Regions from separate parts of the Gossypium hirsutum genome. Here region 1 is linked to region 2. A link is a contact called in public Hi-C data. All regions are on one chromosome and are shown on one strand. Each heading gives the region's core, a stretch centred on a gene start, on an enhancer-like site or on the middle of the called end of the contact. The rest is flanking DNA. Distances are from core to core; before and after follow the strand shown.

The links. Hi-C and Micro-C count contacts between places; a contact is called where the count stands out from the background.
Region 1: a contact with region 2 is called in a Hi-C map of leaf, with 2.1 times the contacts expected there. The contact joins the promoter of LOC107919429 here to the promoter of LOC121225717 in region 2. A contact is called at or near these places in 3 of 34 Hi-C or Micro-C datasets (hypocotyl and leaf).

What each region holds. Positions count from the first base shown.
Region 1 is chrD13:6,278,366-6,284,642 of Gossypium_hirsutum_v2.1, forward strand. It overlaps LOC107919429 (GATA transcription factor 28), which reads right to left and starts at 4,709. Exons shown (of 7, transcript XM_041110143.1): 1 at 3,939-4,709; 2 at 2,928-3,011; 3 at 2,579-2,712; 4 at 2,361-2,483; 5 at 2,084-2,189; 6 at 1,431-1,502; 7 at 977-1,308. The coding sequence starts at 4,265. The coding sequence ends at 1,210. LOC107919848 (KH domain-containing protein HEN4) reads right to left here. Exons shown (of 7, transcript XM_041110142.1): 7 at 4,074-4,222. The coding sequence ends at 4,214.
Region 2 is chrD13:6,063,802-6,070,980 of Gossypium_hirsutum_v2.1, forward strand. It overlaps LOC121225717 (L-type lectin-domain containing receptor kinase IX.1), which reads left to right and starts at 1,989. Exons shown (of 1, transcript XM_041110137.1): 1 at 1,989-4,287. The coding sequence starts at 2,145. The coding sequence ends at 4,190.

The sequences.
Region 1 (6,277 bases), core at 3,459-5,958, 220 kb after region 2:
GAGCAAGTATCTTAACCAACTAAGCTAAACTAATTAATTGACATATTATAAAATACTGTTATTATCTTACTTATATTACTTACGTTCTAATGATTTATCGGACCTATTCCATACACGTGTCAAATCAGAAAAAATAATACAACAATTCTGTTATAAAAATTCGGTGTTTACTTCAAATAAATAAGGAAAATAATGATTTGAATGTTTCAAAAAATTCAATTTTAAACCGAAAAAATCAAATTTAAAGGCAAAAAAAGATCTTTTTCGACGAAAACTGCGCCAAACCACCTTCGGCTGTTTGTCAGCGCGTAGATCTCGAAAAGTTATTCGAAATAAAAAAAAATCGTCTCAATCGGACAACCAAGCCAAAAGTTATGACCTTTCAAAGTTTTCCAAGCTAAAAAACATAAATTGTTCATAAATTATTGCTTCCACGTTAGAAAATCACGCTTTCGTAGACGCGATTTGTTGCCACATAAGTAATCGCATTGACGTGGACGCGCTTTACTAACACATCCCCTGACATCGCGCTGACGTGGTCGCGATTTCAGGAAAAACAGCCCATTCCGGTAAATAATAAAATACCGGGCCCATTTCGATAAATTTTAAAAAAATAGGGTTTTTATGTGTAATTTGCCCCTAAATCATATCTATTAATTTACCAATATATAATTAACAGTTAAAAATCTCTTACATTAAATAAAGAATTAAACATTTTTAATTGATTAAAAATTCTACAGGCATTATCTACAATAAAATAATAAATATTAGGATTGACTTTATAAAATACTAATCACAAAACTTGTTAAAACATGCTAATATAAGTAAATCCTGTCAATTTGGACTTGCATTACTTAAGTCTTCAACCCTCCCTTTGATAAACATATACACATTATGATCGGCTGAGATGGTTACCACCTCTAAAGTTATCCTCATTAAGCACAGCACATTCATAATTGTGAAGATCCAAAAAAGGGAAGAGAAATATGGGGACATTAATTAATGTTGAAGGTGAGAGTTTTGTTGTTCTTTACTCCTAAGTTACATAAAACTAGTTTAACCTGTATCTCAAAATTATTTACACAAATGAGCAAAGGCAATGTGCCATATATCTATTATATATACAGTTGCCAAACCATCTCGGATTATTACAACAAAGTTTGACATCTGCCTTGAAACACCAAAGTAACATTGCACTCACCGTATTACTCATCTTTCGGAAGTCACACCAGAGTTATCTCTGTTCGATGAAGATACAACAACTGCAGTCCCAGTTACAGCCTCCGATTCATTAGCTTCAGCATCACTCTGATAAAACACACGCCATGTTGTAATAAAAAGTTGTGAGATTTGTAGAATGGTTAGGATGTAACTCTAATGAAAACAAGCAATGAATAACTATGATGGATATTGTTCTGAATTAGCAATACCTGTTCTGTAGTCTTCACAGTTGGATCCTGGATTGCTACCATGGAGACCTTCGAAAGGTCTCTCAAAACACCCTGATAATCACAATTCAATTTCCCAAGTGAATAACTAAAGAATTACGTGCGATTGTTGAAGAACATCTTTTCCTACGAGCTACAAGTTAAGTACTACGTTTGGTACTCAAGCACAATCTATAATGTTGTTCCCCAATTTCGAAATTTACTGTAAATTTGAAGCATAAGGTTGAAGCAAGATTGGAGGCAAGTTTTTCAACTCTAATCAAGAAACTGACGTGCGAAGAGATAAGTGCCGGCAATGTCTGTGATCAAAGTCAAGAAATTAACAAAAAAAGGTTCTACTGTTAATCTAACTAGCACCTTCTCTTGTATTCCATTCATACAAGAAAAATAAGCAATTCAAACACTTGGACAAAATAAAATAAGCTTATGATAATAGGTCATATTGATATGCCTTTCTAACAAATCACAATGATTAATCATAGTCTTGAGTGATTAAATATAATTCAAATTATGAAGAATATATTATTAACAAAAGTGTTAAGAGAATTGTCAATCATCTCATAGTAAGATCTTGAGCTCGCATGCATTGACACAAGGAATAGACTTATAAAAAACTTTTTCCTATTTTAACAAACCTTATTTGCCCACTTGAGTCCACATGCATTGCAAAGTGTCCTAGGACCAGCAGGACCTCGACGCATCATAGGAGTTTTCTTAGAACTGATTCCACAGTGTGAGCATCTACACAGGAAAACTAAACAATAAAGAAGAGAACCTACAGAAATCCCTTTTATTGGCACAAAAAATATAATAGCTAGAGGACAAGCTAAACTAACATCTTTTAGTGATGTGTAATACCGATCCAATGATCAATTGTTAGAAAGCTATTTGATCATAGAAAGGACTACTCACAAAGTTTCTTGCATGCTCTCATCTTGTCCAGAGCCTGGTGTTCCACTCCAGCCTGAAGAAGCCGAAGCTACTTCATCAGAAATTGCCTTGGCTGATGTGAACTGGCCCTTCTTACGCTGCATCCTAACAAATCATAAATAGAGTGTTAGAAAGAAAGTGGCATGAACAAGTTCCATTTGAAGAAAGAAGGTGGGGGGAAAATATGATAATTGGAATACCGGAGAGCCACTTCTTTCCGCACAGTATAGCGGATTTTCTTATCAAAGCACCGCTCTTTTCTCTTCTCCCGAAATCGGTTTAAAGAAGCTGCTCTATGGGGTTGAATTGACCTCCCAGGAAAGTCACCCATGCCCTAGGGGAATTGTAATAAAAGAAGTGAAAAAGTATAAACAAAACAAATCTTCCCTAAAGAATCAGAAGCAGCTCTATGGGGTTGAATTGACCTCCCAGGAAAGTCACCCATGCCCTAGGGGAATTGTAATAAATGGAGTGAAAAAGTATAAACAAAACAAATCTTCCTTAAAGAATCAGTCACAAGATGACTAAGATGATTCATCTAATGCATACCCTTTGAGCAATAGGAGTTGCAGCCAATGCAGGAATGCCCGAAGGGATTTCATATCCACCTAGAAGTAACAAAACTGCCTGTACCTGAAAAATTCAAGCACTTCTTTATACCTGAAACTGCAAGCCATAATATCACCTACTGCAATTTATCCACCACAGCCTAACATTCAATTATGTTTAGACGATCAACAAAAAAAATTCCATGTCAGTCTTGCATCATAATCATCTAAGACTGAACTGTACACATTCTTGTTGTTACTTCAAGCAATAATAGCGCGCACAATTCAATCATCCACAACAATTTTACATCTAAACATATTATTATGTTTAACGATCAATTTAAAAAAAATACATGTCAGTCTTATATCATAATCACCTAATATTGAACTATACACTTGAATTTACAGAAGTGCCCTCCGAGAAAAGTAAGAAATCAAAAGATGTAAACGACCAGAAGCGTAAGACTAACTGAGAATGTTACGTTTAAACAGCCACAACACAACTGCAACTGAATGTAACTTACATAATAAAAGGACAACAATGACGACAACTAGAATATACCCGAACAGAACCGTCTTGAACAAGCCTTCTTACACATAAGAAGGGACAATCAAAAGCAACAAAAATAATTAATGGGAAGTAGATACATGGGACATCGTTAATGAACAAATGCAGAGCATATCCACCAGATACAACTAAACTTTGAGGTGAAAAGGGAAGCCCTGTCTTCATTTGATAAAGGCAATGGCATCACCACATTTAATTGACTAGGTAAACCAAAACATAGATGCAAAAAAACAAAACAAAAAATTGTAGCAAAATTAGAAGTAAAACAAAATTGGCCGCTACTTAATAATTCTCACAACTTGACAATTAGAATCATTAATTAATGCAATTAACCTAAACCCAGATTCGAAAAGTAAACATTTAAAGGAAATAAATAGCTTCAAAACTATATTAAAATTAACACTACTAGAAAAAGGACACATGAAAAAAAAAAAGAGAACGAACCTTGTCAGGTGAAACGGAATCAAAGACGTAAACTTCCCCTTGAAACGAGAGGGTGAGCTGATCAGCACTTGAATTACCCTGAACGGCGGTTAAATCGGATCCTTGACCATAAAGATTGGCGTGAGAAGCTTCTTCCATGCCATTATTCATAACCGTAACAACCCCGCCGCCGCTTTCTTGGTATCCAATCTGAGGGTTATCCACCGACTCTTCACCTCCTCCGCCGCCTCCGCCGGGAACGTCCTCCTCCTCCTCTTCTGGGTTTCGTTGCATGTTCATCGCACCTGAACCGTACAATGATGTTGAGTGGTGATTCGAATTCGCCATTCCTTTCGCATCGAAATACCCACAAATTTTGACTAAAAAAAATATAAAATTGGAAGCCAAAAAAATCAGAGAACCCTAAGAGGAAAATTTCAAAACTACAGTTTAAAAGAATTTAATAACTTATTTAACTTAATAACGAAAACAAATGTTTTTCTTATTAATTAAAATGTGAAGCTATTGGAGAAAGGATGGGGAAGAAGATGAAGGAGCAGATTGGGGGAAGAAGGAAAATGAAAAAGCCCTGACGAATGATGATATTTACGCTTTATGCCACGATGAGCGAGTGATCAACCAACTCAGTAAAACTGGTGGGGATTTGTGAGTGGTGAGTACCGAGTTGACTCACTGAGTTAAGGGAATGGCGAAATCGAATGGTAGAATTTAGGGTTTGGGACAAAAATAAAAAGGGCCAGCTAAAGGGTAATGATAAAACTACGGCCGGTTGTATCAAATGTTTAATCATTGGCACATCGTTTAATCATAATGTTTTTCTATAAAGGGAATTTTATTGAACTTTCGAATGAAAACTGAATTTCTTTACAATTTGATCCCCCTATTCTCAGAATTTTGATTTAATTCTTCTACTTTTCCGATTAGAATAATGATTCAATTTTTCCTTAAAACACTCTGACACATTTCTGTATTAATTTTTTTATTTAAATAAACTAATAGTATACAGATAAAATTTACAACATAAAGACTAAATCGGCGCCAAAACCACAATTTCCCCTTTTTGTTGATAATGAATTCTCAGCTTTACAGATGGACGTAATGATAGTTTTGAAGAGCTAGTTTTCCACCAAATAATAATATTTTTTAAAAATTCTAAAAAGAAAAAAAATCATATATTTAATTATACATTAAATTATATCACACCCTGAGGTGATATAAAACATTCTATGTATAAATATGTTCTCTTTTAAATTTTATTGATCAAAGAAAATATATATTTAATGCTTTTAGTTATTTTATTTAAAAATTATATAAAAAAGACAATATCATTATAATGATATTGATTATCATTTAAAACAAAGTGTATGTTAATATTTTTCTAACTAAATTGGCACCCAATAAATCAATGTTGTTTGAAACTAACCAGTCAAACTTGGGTATCAATTCGAAAAGGGATTTTAAACCGGTTGGCTCGAGCAAAAAATCAATTGAATCAAAATTTTTTAATTTTTAATAATTTTTTAATCAGACCGCTTGAATCAATCAAACCAACCGACGAATCAATAGCCTAATTGATTTTACCAACTGTCCGATTTAAATGATAAACTCATAACACCAACTCAATCAAAAATCTTATAAGTCCCAATCCTATCTATGATATATTAGATTATAAAAACAATACTACTATGAAAATTCGATATAAAACTCAAATAAGTCATTGGTTAAAATGAAATTAATATGTTAAAAATAATTCAACTGTATATATTTTTAGATTGTATATAAAACTATAAAAAAGAACAAAAAATACTTTACTAACAATATGTACTGTTGATGACAACACCCACTCATGCACAAAGGCTAGGGAGGGCCCGAACCCCTAAAATAAAAAATTTTATCTTTAATTTAAAATTTTTAAAAATTTTAAATTAAAGATAAAATTACACTTTTACCTCTCCTAAAAATAATAAAAATTTAATTTAATCTTTTAAAAATTATAAAGACATGACTATTAAAATGGTAAAATTATACAATTTAATTTTGATCCCTTAAACAAGATTTACTTCGGCCCTGCTCATGCAGACTCCTAAATAACAATATTGAAAAAATGGAACTACTTTAAAATCAAGGGCCAGTAGCTGAGAGCCCAAGAAAAACTCATAAAAGTCATTTGATCTGACGGCCATTATTGGTTGAGCATCCGTAGAAAATCCACTCCAGTTTGCACATGAGCTGGGCCACCACAAAGAGATGAACCCCTTTACATATGCCAATCACCAAATTCTTATCCCCAAATAGTTGACTCTTCAAAATTTTAAATTTAATCCTTATCTGACTTAAAA
Region 2 (7,179 bases), core at 739-3,238:
TTAAGAGATATTCAGGTTCTCGTGAGAAAGGGCCAGAACGGTTTCTGGATTCCCTGTTCCGACTTTGGAAATTCATTATAAATTAACCAGAGATAATTAGGAGTCATGCCATATATGTATGGATTCCTCTCTGAGTCTAGTTTCTATAGAAACAAACGGCATCAGTATTGAAGCCTTGTGCAGGGAGATATCCAAGTCGTAATGCGCAAAGGTCAGTGTAGTCGATCCCTGTAACATGGGAGACTTTGACTAATAAACTGTACTAATTGGCCTGACCAAAAATTCTAGAAAAAAATTATGTAGATGGGCATATGAGTCAAGTTTCAGGGAAAAATTACGAAACTGATTTTCAAGTTGTGAAACTCAAGATATGATTTTTAAAGCAACTAGTACGCAGATTGGTAGTGTCTGAGAAATTTTTTTTTATAAGTGGTTAAAGTCTGCTAACACCTCGTGTTCGACTCCGGTGACGGTCTCGGGTTCGGGGTGTTACAATATGTGTAATATTTATTTGATTTTATAATATTATAATTCACCATACCCCATAATATAGGTAGAAAAAATAAATATTTGACATATAAAATTATATTTACTAAAAATAATGATATTTGCAATAATTATTTGATTTTATAAATAAAAGAGTTATTAATTAAAAATAAAAAAGAAAACAATATATTTATTAATTGTAAACATTAATTAAAAATAAAAAAAGCTTGAAACAACATGAAATAAAAAATACATATTAAAATACTTATAAATGGAATCAAACTTAGGACTTGTGAATGAAATCACAGTTATCTAACTAAAAGAACTAATGTGTTAAAAATATTAATTAAAAACATAAAACAACATGAAATAAAAAATATAAATGTGAGTAAGAGAAGAATTGAACTTGAGACTTAAAGATAAAAGTACTAAGATTTAACCACTAGACAAAAAAACTAAGTTATATATTTTTAATGAAAAGTAGGATATGTTTTTTTTCTAAAAATAGCGTAAATCGATAAATTTAAAAAAACAATATATTTTCCAAATAAATTTTTTTTCCAACATATTTATAAAATTTAGCCTTTTTTTCCAAGAAACTTCCGCATGTAGAATACAATTACGGGTCAGATCAGACGTGTTTCAAACTTAGCCCGATTAGTCCACCAATTTCATTTCTTCAAAAAACAAACAAAAGAGAGGCCATACATTATTTATTACTTAGTTGCGTAAAGACCGCGATGCTTGACTTGCTCTCCTCCACTCTTCCTCCTCCTTTCTTGGAAATTTCAGAATTTCTAGACCCAAAAAATTAGGTTAAAAAGATGTTATAACTTTGTGTATTTTTTATATTTTTATATTTTAAAATTTATTCTATTTGTTTTTCATATTTCAAAATTTAATTTTAATTCTTAAGGTTGTTAAATTTATTGGTGTGTCATTTAAAAAAAAATATAACTAAAAAGGGACATAATAGAATTCAAATGAATAAAATAATCTTAATTATGTTAATGATTATACTTTAATTTTACAATCTGAAAAAGTAAAGGATTAAAACTTAAAACATAAATAAACATATACTATTAGCTTTTACTTAATTATAAAGCTTTAAAATTAGTGGTGGAATCGATTAGACGATCCGTGCTTAATTTAATTAGTTCGATTGTCAATTCAATAATAATAAAATAAACAATTAAAAATTAGTATAAATTTTATAAATTGATTCAACCGTTGATTTTTTATCTCAATTTTTGGTTTTTTTATCACTATTGATTTGATCTATATCCAATTTTTTGCCACTAGTCAACTTGATTTAATCGACTAATCTGATTTGATTCTAGCATCTACTAATTTACTGCGTATAAATAATTGAATTGCTGATTTTTTATAATTTCTTTCATATAATTTGTGTTTTTTTTATACATCTTTTGTATAAATTATTGAACCAATTATATAATGATAAAATTAATTATATCATGCTGTAATTAGCGATTTTGTTGGGTATCGTGAAAGATGAGGTAACGAATGCCCCATGGTATTGCTCGTAATATAAGCCACTGGTTAGGCTGAGCTGTGTTGTGGACTTTTTGCTGGGTCTTACTGTAACTTTACTTTTGTGATAGATAATTTGATGAGCTTAATTGATCCCTCTTTTGCAAATGAAATTATGCAAGAATTCGGTAACAATTTGTTTGTTCGTCTTGGCTCTGTTGGGCTGTATGGAAACACATGGTTCCCTGGGAGCCAATCAACCAGGTTCGAACCGATCCAACGTCACGGTGGCAGCTGCACCGAGCCCTAGTTCCACAGCAGATGGTTCATCACCTCAAGACTACTTGAATGTACACAACGCAGCTCGTGCAGCAGTCGGTGTTCGCCCCCTCACTTGGGACGATGTGGTGGCAAGGTACGCAGCAGACCATGCCAAACAGAGGATATCGCAGTGTGAGCTTGTGGAGTCTAGAGGGCCTTACGGTGAGAATCTTGCATGGAGCAAGAATGATCTTTCTGGATCCGATGCTGTAAAAATGTGGATTGATGAGAAGCACTACTATGACTTTGAATCAAATAGCTGTAGTCCAGGCTATGACTGTGCCTATTATACTCAAGTGATTTGGAAATATTCAATTCGTCTCGGATGTGCAAAAGTGAGATGTAATAACGGGGGAACTTTTATTGTTTGTAACTATGACCCTCCAGCTAAGCATCCAGAGAATTTGTCACTCATCGGAGCGATCTCGCCAAACCCTGCTGCTGAACCAGATTCCTTTGATCCGAATGACCTGATGGGACTAGTGGTGGGGTTAATTGTCGGAGCTTGTGCTTTGATTGTTGTCCTATGTTTGGGATGTTGCTTCTGCTCAAGGAGAAAAAGAAACAAGGACAACGCCAATGGAGACCATGACAATCATGTAATCATCGGAGCAATCTCTCCAAGCGCTGCTCCTGCACCACATTCCTTTCCTTCAGAACACCCGAAAAGGAGGAAAAACATTAGAGGATTAGTGGTGGGGTTAATTGTTGGAGCTTCTGGTTTGATTCTTGGCCTAGGTTTGTTAGTGGTGGGGTTAATTGTTGGAGCTTGTGCTTTGATTTTTGGCCTAGGTGTGTTCTTGGGGTTCTTTTTAAGGAGATTAAGACGAGAGGACGACACCAATGTAGACGATCACGATCACGTATCGGATATGTTCTTTCACAACAGTGACTTTCGACATGGAGCGGCGCCGAGGAAATTTTCCCTGGAAGAATTAGCAAAAGTGACAAATATGTTCAAAGGTGAAAAGCTAGGAGAGGGAGGTTTTGGTGCAGTTTATAGAGGGTACTTGAGGGACTTGGATACCCATGTTGCTGTTAAAAGGATTTCAAAGGCCTCTAAACAAGGAATCAAGGAATATGCATCCGAAGTGAAGATCATTAGCCGATTGAGACACAAAAATCTGGTCAAGCTTATTGGCTGGTGTCACGAAAAACGCGAGCTCCTACTCGTTTACGAGTTCATGGCTAATGGTAGCCTAGATTCCCATCTTTTCAAAGGCAAAAGCTTACTGAACTGGGAAGTGAGATGCAAAATCGTGCAGGACTTGGCGTCGGCTCTATTGTATCTACACGAAGAAGGCGATCATTGCGTGCTACATAGGGATATCAAAGCCAGCAACATCATGTTGGATTCAAATTTCAATGCTAAACTCGGGGATTTCGGGTTAGCTAGGCTAGTTGATCATGCAAAAGGTTCGCAAACTACTCGATTAGCTGGAACCATCGGTTATATGGCACCGGAGTGCATTTCTTCGGGAAAAGTTAGTAAGGAATCAGATGTCTATAGCTTTGGCATTGTGGCACTGGAAATCGCGTGTGGTAGACGATCAATAGAGCCTGAATATGAAGAGTCCAAGGCATCGTTGGTGGCCTGGGTGTGGGATTCATATGGAAACCAAAGGCTGCTTGATGTTGTGGACCAGAAACTATGCATGGAGTTCGACTATAAACAGATCGAATTCTTGTTGATCGTCGGATTGCGGTGTGTTCATCCTGACCCGAGTTCAAGACCGTCAATAAGGCAAGCTATTCAGGTTCTTAACTTTGAGGCACCGTTGCCGGAACTTCCAAGTTCGAGGCCCATACCGACATATCATGCACCAAATACTTCTGAAGTTAGACCAAGTGAGCCGTGTTTTTCATGTTTAACTATTACAATCCCACGTTAAATATGTATATATATGGGACATGAATAACTCCATTAACTCTGCTGGTCGACACTCATTTTCGCAACATTTTCAATATAAATGCCTCAAATTTCATCCATGTACTAAAAAAACCCAAAAAGAGTTTCTTGGAATGTTTTTTCCCCCCCTTATATTATCAATTTCGTTATACTAAGTTGTTAATATAATGATAAAAGATTTCGTTGATATTATTAATTTAAGTCTCACCGAATATAAATTTAGTGTATTTATCGTTTATTGCATTCTTAATTTGATAGTTTATTTAATTATAATTTATTAAACACCAACTCAATTGAATAACGATTAAAATATCATTATTTTACAAAACGTACCATATAATTTTAAAGATATTTTTATCTCTTTATATCTTTTATATAAAAATAGAAAATACACACATAGCTTTTAACATCTCTATTTTTCCATTTCAACTAGAACCTCATTTATTTTTTATATTAATTTTTTATAAATATAGTTGTTACATAATTTTATTTTTCATCCAAATATGACACAATTTAATTATATTTATAATTCCGAGATAATTATGATTTTAAAAGGAAATTTAAAAATTATCCATTGAGAGCAGGGACCAGAACATTTGAACATAGCTTTTTCTCGGAGTTTTGGTCCTTCTAGTATACTTAAATTTAAAATTTAGTCATTAGACTCAAGTTTAATGTAACTTGGTTCTTTATTTTTATAATGTTTCTAGTTAGTTCAAACAATTGACGGACAATTAACTCCATTAGTTAACTATTTTAATACAAAAAGTGGTAAATGAGCTTAATTAAGCTCAAACTTAAGTAACTCAATTATATCTCGAGTGAAGCTGGAACTTAAAAATAGATATTCGATCGAGTTAGAGCTTGACAGTATTCAGGCTCTGCTTAGCTCAATTACACCCTAGTTGGATGAAAATCCTTCATCCTCAGCATCGATACTTCTCCTAATTCAACTTGCAGAGTAGCAGGAGGAAGAATTACTTTATCGTGAAATTGCTCTCTAAATTTCTCCTGTGCTTCGCTGGAGGTGTTCATGGAATCAAAATATGCTTCAACTCCTCCACAAGCCTTAAACGCATTACTTTCATGCAGCAAGTCTTTAGCCTTTGTCTGACAATGCAACCAGATCTTAGCCAGCTTCATAAAGGTTAGCACACTTTCTCTCAAACAGTTGGCTACGAACCCATTAGATTTATGGGCAGATATGGAGCACGGACATCCTTTAGCTCCACGGGTATACTGGCGATCAAGCGAGACATGGTCTCCTCGGGGTTCAATGGAAAATCATCCGTGGTAAGTTTATCTCGCTAGCTGAAAAACTTCATGTACAGATAATGAGAGCTAAAGATAGACCCTAACACCTCATTTCCTTTCTCCGCGATTCCAGAGTTGCTAGAGGTTGCAATCCTAGTAGCTCTAACAGGTTGTGAAGTAGGAAACAAACCAATTATTGGTTGAGAAACATGTAACGCCCCAAAATTTCCTACATTTGATATTGTTCCGTGATCGTGTCTAGTGAATTTTTAAAGAAATATGGAAATGAGTAAGATAAAGAGAATTCATAAGGAATTAAATTTATATTGGAAATGAAAATCAATATAGAAATTGTCAATGTGTAAATGTGGATAAAGAACCAAATCTTAAATTTTAAAAAGTTAGAGAACTAAAATGTAATTCCACCAAATTGAGAAATATGAGGTAATTTTGATTATTTAACATGAGAATGACTTGGAATATGAACTAGTACAACGAAAATCACTTTTGGACTAATTTCTTCATTTTTCTAGCTCCAAGGGTATATTGGCGATCAACCTCAAATTTCTTCAACCCACCTTGAATTCTCACTAAAATCAAGTAGATATGTACTATCTCAAAATTTTCTAATTAGACATGTGGCACTATTAGTGAATATGTTAAATTTTTGAGAAAATTAAAAAATGAGCCAATTAAAAGAATTTTTATGAAAATAAAGTGATTTTAAATATGAGAATTTATGAAAAAATTTTAGAAGTGAAAACATGAGGAAAGGATCAAATCATGAATTTTGAAAAATTTAAGGAGTAAAGTGAAAATTTGACCAAAATGAGAAAAAAGAATTATTAGTGATGAATTGGCATAAGTATAAGTTGGATTATTTAGTCACGAGATGAAAATCACTTTTGGTACTAAATTAGAAATATTGTAAAGTATAAAGACTAAATTGTAAAATTTTCATTTTTATCGAGAAATGGGTAAAAGTATAATTTTCACTATTCATGGATTAGTTAGAGAGGTTACATATGAATCATGATATTTGGTTTGGATAAGTGTCTACTATTGAGAAGAAATTATGCTAAATAGTAAAAAGGAGCAAAATGATAATTTTACCATAAAAATGCATTTATGATGGAAAAATTATATTGATGAAACAATTGATATATGGAAATTTATTTGGACCATTGTGTCATGAATTAAGAAGAATGGGTTCAATTTTTAAACTTTGGGCTTGAAATTGGTAGAATGAGCTTTTACACTCGAGTTTTATTTTAAAGAGGAAGAAAGGATTCTTTAGCCTTCTTTCCACTATCGCCTGGTTTCAATTTTCTTTTCTTTCCCCTTCAAATTCTCTAAAGACCCAACAATCAAACTTTGAGATTTTGCTAAAATCTCTTAGAAAACAACCTTAATACTAGTTTTTCACCATCAAAAACTCCATTTTTAATTAAGAAAAATTGAAGCTAGAGGGAGAAAGCTTCAAAAAGATAATTGATGGTGATTTCCACCTCTCCTAGCTTATTAATTGAATTTAATTGCTTTGATAAAGCTTAGAAAGTTATATGCTAATTTTTGGTTTGTATTTTTGTATATGGTAAATGGTGAAATAATGAGAAATGAAATTTTAAGCTTGATGGAGGTGAGATTTAAGTTCACGTACGGAAGTATAATTTTGTGTTGTAGAACATCTAAAAGGTAATTAGTACCTTAGATATTAT